2 separate regions of the Zea mays genome follow, and region 2 is linked to region 1. Evidence: chromatin contacts called from public Hi-C data. All regions are on one chromosome and are shown on one strand. Each heading gives the region's core, a stretch centred on a gene start, on an enhancer-like site or on the middle of the called end of the contact. The rest is flanking DNA. Distances are from core to core; before and after follow the strand shown. Region 1 holds the start of LOC100286216 (small nuclear ribonucleoprotein Sm D1). Region 2 holds the start of LOC103653691 (60S ribosomal protein L6-like).

What was found. A called contact is a pair of places that touch in the nucleus more often than the background predicts.
Region 2: a contact with region 1 is called in a Hi-C map of ear, with 2.2 times the contacts expected there. The contact joins the promoter of LOC103653691 here to the promoter of LOC100286216 in region 1. A contact is called at or near these places in 2 of 25 Hi-C or Micro-C datasets (ear and tassel).

The regions. Positions count from the first base shown.
Region 1 is chr4:132,650,587-132,654,317 of Zm-B73-REFERENCE-NAM-5.0, reverse strand. LOC100286216 (small nuclear ribonucleoprotein Sm D1) reads left to right here and starts at 2,094. Exons shown (of 5, transcript NM_001159104.2): 1 at 2,094-2,165; 2 at 2,288-2,364; 3 at 3,183-3,231. The coding sequence starts at 3,198.
Region 2 is chr4:133,259,454-133,263,492 of Zm-B73-REFERENCE-NAM-5.0, reverse strand. It overlaps LOC103653691 (60S ribosomal protein L6-like), which reads left to right and starts at 2,749. Exons shown (of 4, transcript NM_001301490.1): 1 at 2,749-3,027; 2 at 3,120-3,226. The coding sequence starts at 2,813.

The DNA.
Region 1 (3,731 bases), core at 845-3,344:
ATGTTGTAAAAACCTAACGCCAACCAATTTGTTTATATAGCCTTGCAGGCGGAGAAGGCGAACCACCGCGCCAGTCACTTTTTTATTCATTTTTTAATAACAAGCTCAGAGAAGATTTTTTTCAGACCTTCGGCATTCAGAGGCCTTTGTATGTTTCACGGATCGAGCTCGTTATTAAAAAATGATCTAGCACCGCGAAGGGCTACTGTTGGGGTATCTCTCTACCGAAGGTCCTCAGAATAAAACTAACTGCTTTGATTCATCTAACAGACATGCTACACACTAAATGCCGATGATAAAATAGCGAAATGAGGAACGCAAGGGATATGACAAAGCTTCGGCAATCATCGCGATGATAGCTTCGATACAAGCTAGTTCCGAAGGTCTCGTAACAAACCAATTCAAGAGTAGAAAGACAACTCTATCCTTGATACTTGTGTTAAGACAAATGTATAGAGATAGAGGGTACAATTATAATTTCACTTGGGTTATGTCCCAGGCCTATAAATAGATGAACAGTACCCCATACTGTTCATGGGGTCATTGGAAAGGCTTATTCAAGAGAGCTTGAGACACATTTTTGATTGTCCATTTCCTGAAGGTCACCCTTATATTTCCCTTCGAGCAAAGCCGAAGGTATAAATGTAATCATTTACCGTTGTAATGTCTGAAGTATGGTTTTATTAACATCATTAAATGATAAGAAGAAAGATTCATCCCTCGTTATTTGCTTATCATTCATTAAATATGAAACGTTTTTGTTCTGTCATTAATCTTCGATCATAAACAACCCTCGAAGGAGGATTGTTTCATGATTGAAGTTAATCATCTCCCTTTACCCTCGTCCAGGAATCATTATCTTTGAAGAAGATAACGCTTTCAGGGACGAATGTCCGTAACATTTTACATTGTGTTGCCTTTTACCTCTAAACATTTATTCGCACCCATATAACCAACAAAAACATATGATATGTATTTGTATGAAAAAAATAGAAAAAAATAAAACTAGGTCGTGTCGAAGCCTGCCATGCCACGCCTTAGCCCAGGCACAGCCCAGTGACCAGGCCAAGCCGTCATGGGCTCGGTTCGCTATGTGTCGTGCTGGTTTCGAGCTGGGCACAACCAGTGTCGGGTTTCAAGCCATCCGGCAAGCCCCGGCTCGCCTGGACATGTATACAAGTGATTCAAAAGTAGCTTTCTGTTTTCATTTGCATTTCACATCATGACGAAAAATCTGATGATCCGTTTAGATGTCAATATTTAAGGCATGAAATTGAATTTGGTATTGAAATGATGTAATTCTAATTATATTGTTTGAATATTACTGAATTGGAGTTTGAAATTTTGCGGCCTAATTCTACACAATACGGAGGGCGATGCTATGTATTGAGAGAAAGAGTTTCTAGTTATAGTTCAATTCCAGATAATTGAGTCTCTGATTTTAAATCTCAATTTCATGTTTAACCAAATGGAGAGAATTTTGGAAAGCTAATCATTTGTAATTCCGTACTTCAGTATCTATATCTGGGTATGATCGATCATCGTCATGTTGCTGCACAAAGGGTCATCTCCCAGTATCCGGAATTCCTCATCTGCCATGGTTCTGTAGCCCCACGAGAGAGACTGAACTAGAGACAAGGATTTGGAAATCCTCATCCGATCTCGGCTCTCAAGGCCACCGCCTACTGAAGAGTGAAGATGGTGTATTATTTTAGTATGTTGTAAGCATGCCTGTCGAAGTTGGGGTGGAGTTCACGGCTGCGATCAGCGACATAGTCCGCACTCTCGAAGTTGAGAGCGCGCCTAGCCGTAGCCGGTGGTGAAGGTGAAGGCGCTGGACCTGAAGGTGGGCGGGCCGACGAGCTCGAGGACAGTGGCCAAGGCCGCCGGTGCGACACGTTGCCGTCAGGCGTCAGCGAAAGCGAATCCTCCACCTCCCCATCGGACTTGAGGGATATCAAATAGACTTTTTCCTTTCGAAGACCCATCGTAGGCCCAGCTACAGCCCATTTAGCCCATCTCGCGACTACAGTGTACAGCCGCAAATCGGGAGAAGGGGTTTTTATGTCTCCTCGCCCGCTCCGAATCAGCTCGAGGTAGCAGCTCCCCCCGCAAAAACCCTAGCTTTACCTCCCCACAAGCGCCTCCAAGATGAAGCTCGTCAGGTAAGCCAGCATCCCCCTGTTTCTCCCCTTTCCCCCTCCATTCGTTTCAGTCTGCTGATTCGTTTGGTGCAATTTTCGCCCGAATCGGTGCGGATTTTGGCGCGGGAATTGCGCTTTTACAGGTTCTTGATGAAGCTGAACAACGAAACGGTGACCATCGAGCTTAAGAACGGCACCGTCGTACACGGAACCATTACCGGTATGACGTCATGCGAACTTTACCACTGTGGGAATTAGAGGTGCGGGGCACCTTTAGGTGTGCGGGCTTAGAAAGTAGCTTAATACTGTGTTTCTGGCTGTAACCTAGGAACATGTGACCAACAGAGCTACTATATGATCTTTTATTGCCATCCTGTTTCCGCTTGGTCCAAATATGGTGAATTTTATTCATCTATAGTAAGGCAATATATTCTAGTTATTCCTTCCATATAACATGTGACTTGCAACACCATGTTGCCGTTTTGGGTAATTCACTTTAATTTTTGCATTGCTGCCAGTATTGGCTGTTATAAATCTGATTTGAAGTGTTGGTGATTTTTATAGTTTCTAATGTTTGGTTTCAATGGGTAATGTTGCTCCTGCATACCAAAGTTGTGCTTAAACTGGATAATTTTTAGGCGATTTCTGTCGTCCAATGTGAAATGAAAGATTTCTAGATGCAACCTAAACCAAAATTAGTACAGTTTTCTGAGTTTCTTCTAAGTTAGGCATCGTGAAAATGGAGGGTGGACTGAACATTTATTTGTGCTTCACAGACCATGTTTTCCCTAACAAAAAAGACCATGTTTACTTTTCTTGTAGACATCTTTTTCCCCTAGGGTTCAACTTTCATGTTTACTGGCTTAATTTAGGATAGTAATTATTTTCAAGTCCTCATCATATGTTTGAATTTTCAAGAAATTCATTTTATCTACATTGCCTGCTCTAGATAGTATGGTAGGGTATATGCATTGTCCTTTATATATTGGAGTAATCCTACGTAGCATTAATAGTCACAGTGTAATGTTTCTTTTATAGGTTATCCGGTCGATTATGGTTTACATATACGGACAGCTATCTTCAGATAGTTAAGTAATTTTCATGTTGTTTAGAACTTACCATATGACACTGTTATTAACACCTAAGATTAGAGAATATTTCTGTCATTTTTTGGTGATTAAAAAAAATTGTCCATCTAATTTCAGTCCTTACAAGAACTCCACAAATGGATGTGATCAAACCAGCACAAAACTCCACAAATCTTAGATTTTGCATCTTTGGTAGCATCATTGGTTACTCCATACCGGTATAGCTAAACATGGCAATCCCTGCCAACATGCAAAAATCTGAAGCAGGGTGAATTTTGAATTTTGATCTTGAGCTATTGTTGAATGTCTCTTACAAAATGTGTAGAAATGCTATTATGGCATTTAACTAGGTTGGTAAGCTGCCTAAATACATATAGGCAGGATATTTCAATGTTTGTTTGTTTAGAAATTTGAATTTGAAGTGACATGAGGTGTAAGATTACAGATTTCGCCAGCAAACAACAATGGCTAGTCTTTTAATATTATATTTACTGGCCTT
Region 2 (4,039 bases), core at 1,500-3,999, 610 kb before region 1:
GGTGTTACAGTTCTTCATCCCAACATGTGCTAGGCAACGATGCCATAGCAACCCACGTTGATCTTTGCAATTAAACATGCATCAAGTTGTACATTATCATTCAAAAAATTTACTAGATAAAGTTTTCCCTTTAATACACCTTTAAATGCAATTGAACCATCATTCCTTCTAAAGACCATAACATTGACATCGGTAAATAAACAATTATATCCAATAGATCATAATTGGCTAAAGGAAAGTAGATTATAGTCTAATGAATCAACCAAAAATATATTAGAGATAAAGTGCTCAGTGGTGATCCTAATTTTACCTAAACCCTTTACTTTCACTTGATTCCCATCTCCAAAGATAATCACATCTTGGGAATCCTTGTTTTGACGTAGGATGAGAACATGTGTTCCTCACCCGTCACGTGGTTTGTGCATCCTCTATGAATGACCCAGCTTGTGCCCCCAGATGCATAAACCTACAAAACAAGTTTTGGCTCCTACTGGTCTTTGGCTCCCTTTTGGAAGCCAATACCATCCTTGATCCGAGGATTCCTACCATTTACAAAAGCTTCCCTAGAAAATTTAATCTTCTTTAGCTCATCATTGCAAATTTTAGTTTCAGCATTTAATTTTGCGATCTCATCATTCAAACTAGCAATCTTAGCAACATTAGAATGACAGGAACATCTACATCCCTACATCTATTTCAAATAGAGACATGCTCGAGGGATGAAGATGCATGTCACTCATTCAACTTCACTATTATCATTCAATTCTTGATTAGCAATTTTAAGATAGGAAATGAAAGAGTGACAATCATCAAACTCTTTAGTCAAAATTTTATTATTTTCAAGTTCAAGAGCAAGGGCCTTTTCCACACTAACAAATTTGTAATATTCCTCATGAATGAGATCTTCTTGTTTTTCTAAAAGTCTATCCTTCTCATTTAGGGAATCAATTAATTCATTAATTTTATCAACCTTAAAGCTATCAAGGCCCTTAAACAACATGTTATAATCTTCCTCAGCATCACTAGATTCTTCATCACTAGAGGAAGTATACTTTGGCGTTGATCTAGGATATACCTTTTTCTCCTTTGCCGTCAAGCATGTATGTCGCTCGTTGGGGAAGAGTGATGACTTGTCGAAGGCAATGGTGGCGAGTCCTTCGTTGTCGGAGTCGGAGGAGCTGCAACTTGAGTCCCACTCCTTTCCAATATGTGCCTCACCCTTTTTTCTTAAAGAACTTCTTCTTTTCCATCTTCTCCCTTCTTTGCCTTTTCCTAGTCATCACTTTCATATTCTAGACAATTAGCAATAAAATGGCCAATCTTACCACATTTGAAGCATGAACGTTTCCCCTTTGACTTGTTGTTGTTGTAGCTCTTGTGCCCCTTCAATGCGCTCTTGAAGCGCTTGATGATGGCCATATCCTCATCGTTGAGGCCGGCTGCCTCAACTTGCGCCACCTTGTTGAGGATCGCCTCCTTATCATTCATTTCTTTGAAAGCAATGACTTGTGATTCATTGGAGGGGTGCTCCCATTGGTGTTGTCGTCGATGTACTTGGCATCTTTAACCACCATTTGATGGCTAACAAATTTTCCAAGCACCTCCTCGGGCACCATCTTAGTTTACCTAGAGTTCTCATAGATTAAAGAAATAAGAGTAGGATCTATAACAGTAAATGACCTCAACATGAGTCCAACAACTTCATGATCCATCCATCTCTTCCTTCCATAGTTCTGCACTTGGTTCACTAGGGGCTTAAGCATGATGTACATTTCTTGTGGCCCTTCGCCCATCTTCATGGCGAACCTCCCAAGTTCACCCTCGATGAGCTTCACCTTGGTTACTTTGGTCAGCAAGTTTCCTTCATGCACGATCTTCAATGTATCTCAGATTTCTTTGGCATTCTCCAAGCCATTTACCTTGTTGTATTCTTCTCTGCATAGAGAAGCTAGCAAAACAGTGGCAGCTTGGAAATTTCTATGAATTAATTCTTCTACTTCTATATCATCAAAATTCTCATCATCAATATCTCGTATTTGCATTCCATTTTCTACTATATCCCAAATGCTAGGATGGAGAGAAAAAAGATGACTACACATTTTATGGCTCCACCAAGAATAATCCTCTCCACCAAAACGAGGAGGTTTGCCAAGAGGAATAGAAAGCAATTGGGCATTCGAGTTGTGAGAAATACAAGAATAGTTAAATGGAGTGCAGTTGAATTTAGATTTAACCTTTTTTTGTTCTTGACGTCTGGAAGTGGTTTCCTCCTCGCACGAAGGAGATGACAATGTAGAAGAGTGTCTGGTTGGCGAGTGAGAGGCCAGCAGGATAACATGCTCGATATCGTCTATGGAGATACGAGTCTTATCTTAGGTTAGTTGTGCATGAAAGATATAAGATCTTTAGGGCTGTTAGCTTATGACATGTTGGAGAAAAATAGAACTACATGTTTTGCGTGTAACGTACGACACATGAAATTTTTGTGCTTTAAAGAATGATTTATATAGTAGAGATAGAGATAGAGAAGGAACGAGTTGTATTAATTTTATAGTCGAAGAAGAAACAATTAAACTTTTGTGATAGTTGATGAAGACAAAATATATTTTTTGAACGGAAAATATTTCGTGAGGTGCATGGGCCTCAACAATTAGGCCCACTACTACACGCGGAGGAGCCCGACGACCTAGGGTTTCCACCTGTAAGCCGCCGCACACATATATATGCCGTGACCAAACCGTCGCTTCCATTTTTCGACCGCCGCCGCCCCCAGTCCCCGATCCGAAGCTGTGCCTCGTACCATTTCGATCCAATGGCGCCGACGTCGAAGCTGTCGACGGGCATCAAGCGCGCTTCGCGGTCGCACACGTACCATCGCCGTGGGCTGTGGGCCATCAAGGCCAAGAACGGCGGCGCCTTCCCCAAGGCCGACAAGGCCGCCGCCGCCGTGGAACCCAAGTTCTACCCTGCCGACGACGTCAAGCCCCGCGTTCCCAGCACCCGCAAGCCTAAGCCTACCAAGCTCAGGTGCCGAAGCCATTCCTTCAAGTCGCAGCCCGCGTGGTGTTCGTATTTATTTTGCTTGGAGATTTGATTCCACTTGCCATTCTTTTGTGCAGGTCGAGCATCACGCCTGGGACGGTGCTGATCCTCCTCGCAGGGCGCTTCATGGGGAAGAGAGTGGTGTTTCTCAAGCAGCTCAAGTCTGGCCTGCTCCTTATCTCTGGTGAGCCACGCTTGGTTCGCTGCCTCTGATCACAGCATAAGTTTTGAGTTGAATGTTAGATGTAAATCTTTACGCGCTGGTTGGCTCAATCTGTGAACTATATTATTTGTAGAGTTTTTAAAGAATCCGAATTCAGTCTGGACTATAGGACCTGCATGCGTGATATAAGGGCATCCGGGCTTTGGTGACAAGGGAATTGGAGGGGATTGAAGGGGAGGAAAGTTCATGCTATTCAAAATTGAATAGCAAGGGATTTCCTCCCCTCCAATTTCCTTGTCACCAAACCAGTCCTTGTACATTGCAGACGAGGTCCAAAGAACGGTCTTGGCCCAGAAAGTTTAGAACCTTACCTAAGACCTGGCTTCAGCAAATAAATATTTGTGAGGGAGGGGGAGTCTCGGCCACCAGAATGCGAGAGCTGAGAGAGAATCGGATGATGATTTTTTATTTGCTGGAGCCCTACCCTCAATGCTCATAGTAGCATCATACGCAACAGCTCTTGACCTCATAGTGCATTTGCGCCCTCATACACAGGTGATGCCTAAGCATTGGTTCTTTGATGGCACTGTCACATGGTTAAAAAATAGACTGTTGGACTATCTGCATTTTCATGTCTTTGACTTGCTGGAAACAACTTTTATAGTTTAAATACTGTAAATGAAGACTACTATTGTTTGGATTTATAAAATTACTTTTAGTTGAAGTTACAAGGGTAGGCCTGTTGCAGTTGTGGGAGCTGTCTTATTAAAATCATTAGGTCACGGGTTCAAAGCAGCCTCTGTGCATTTGCAGTGGTAAGGCTTGCTTCCGTTT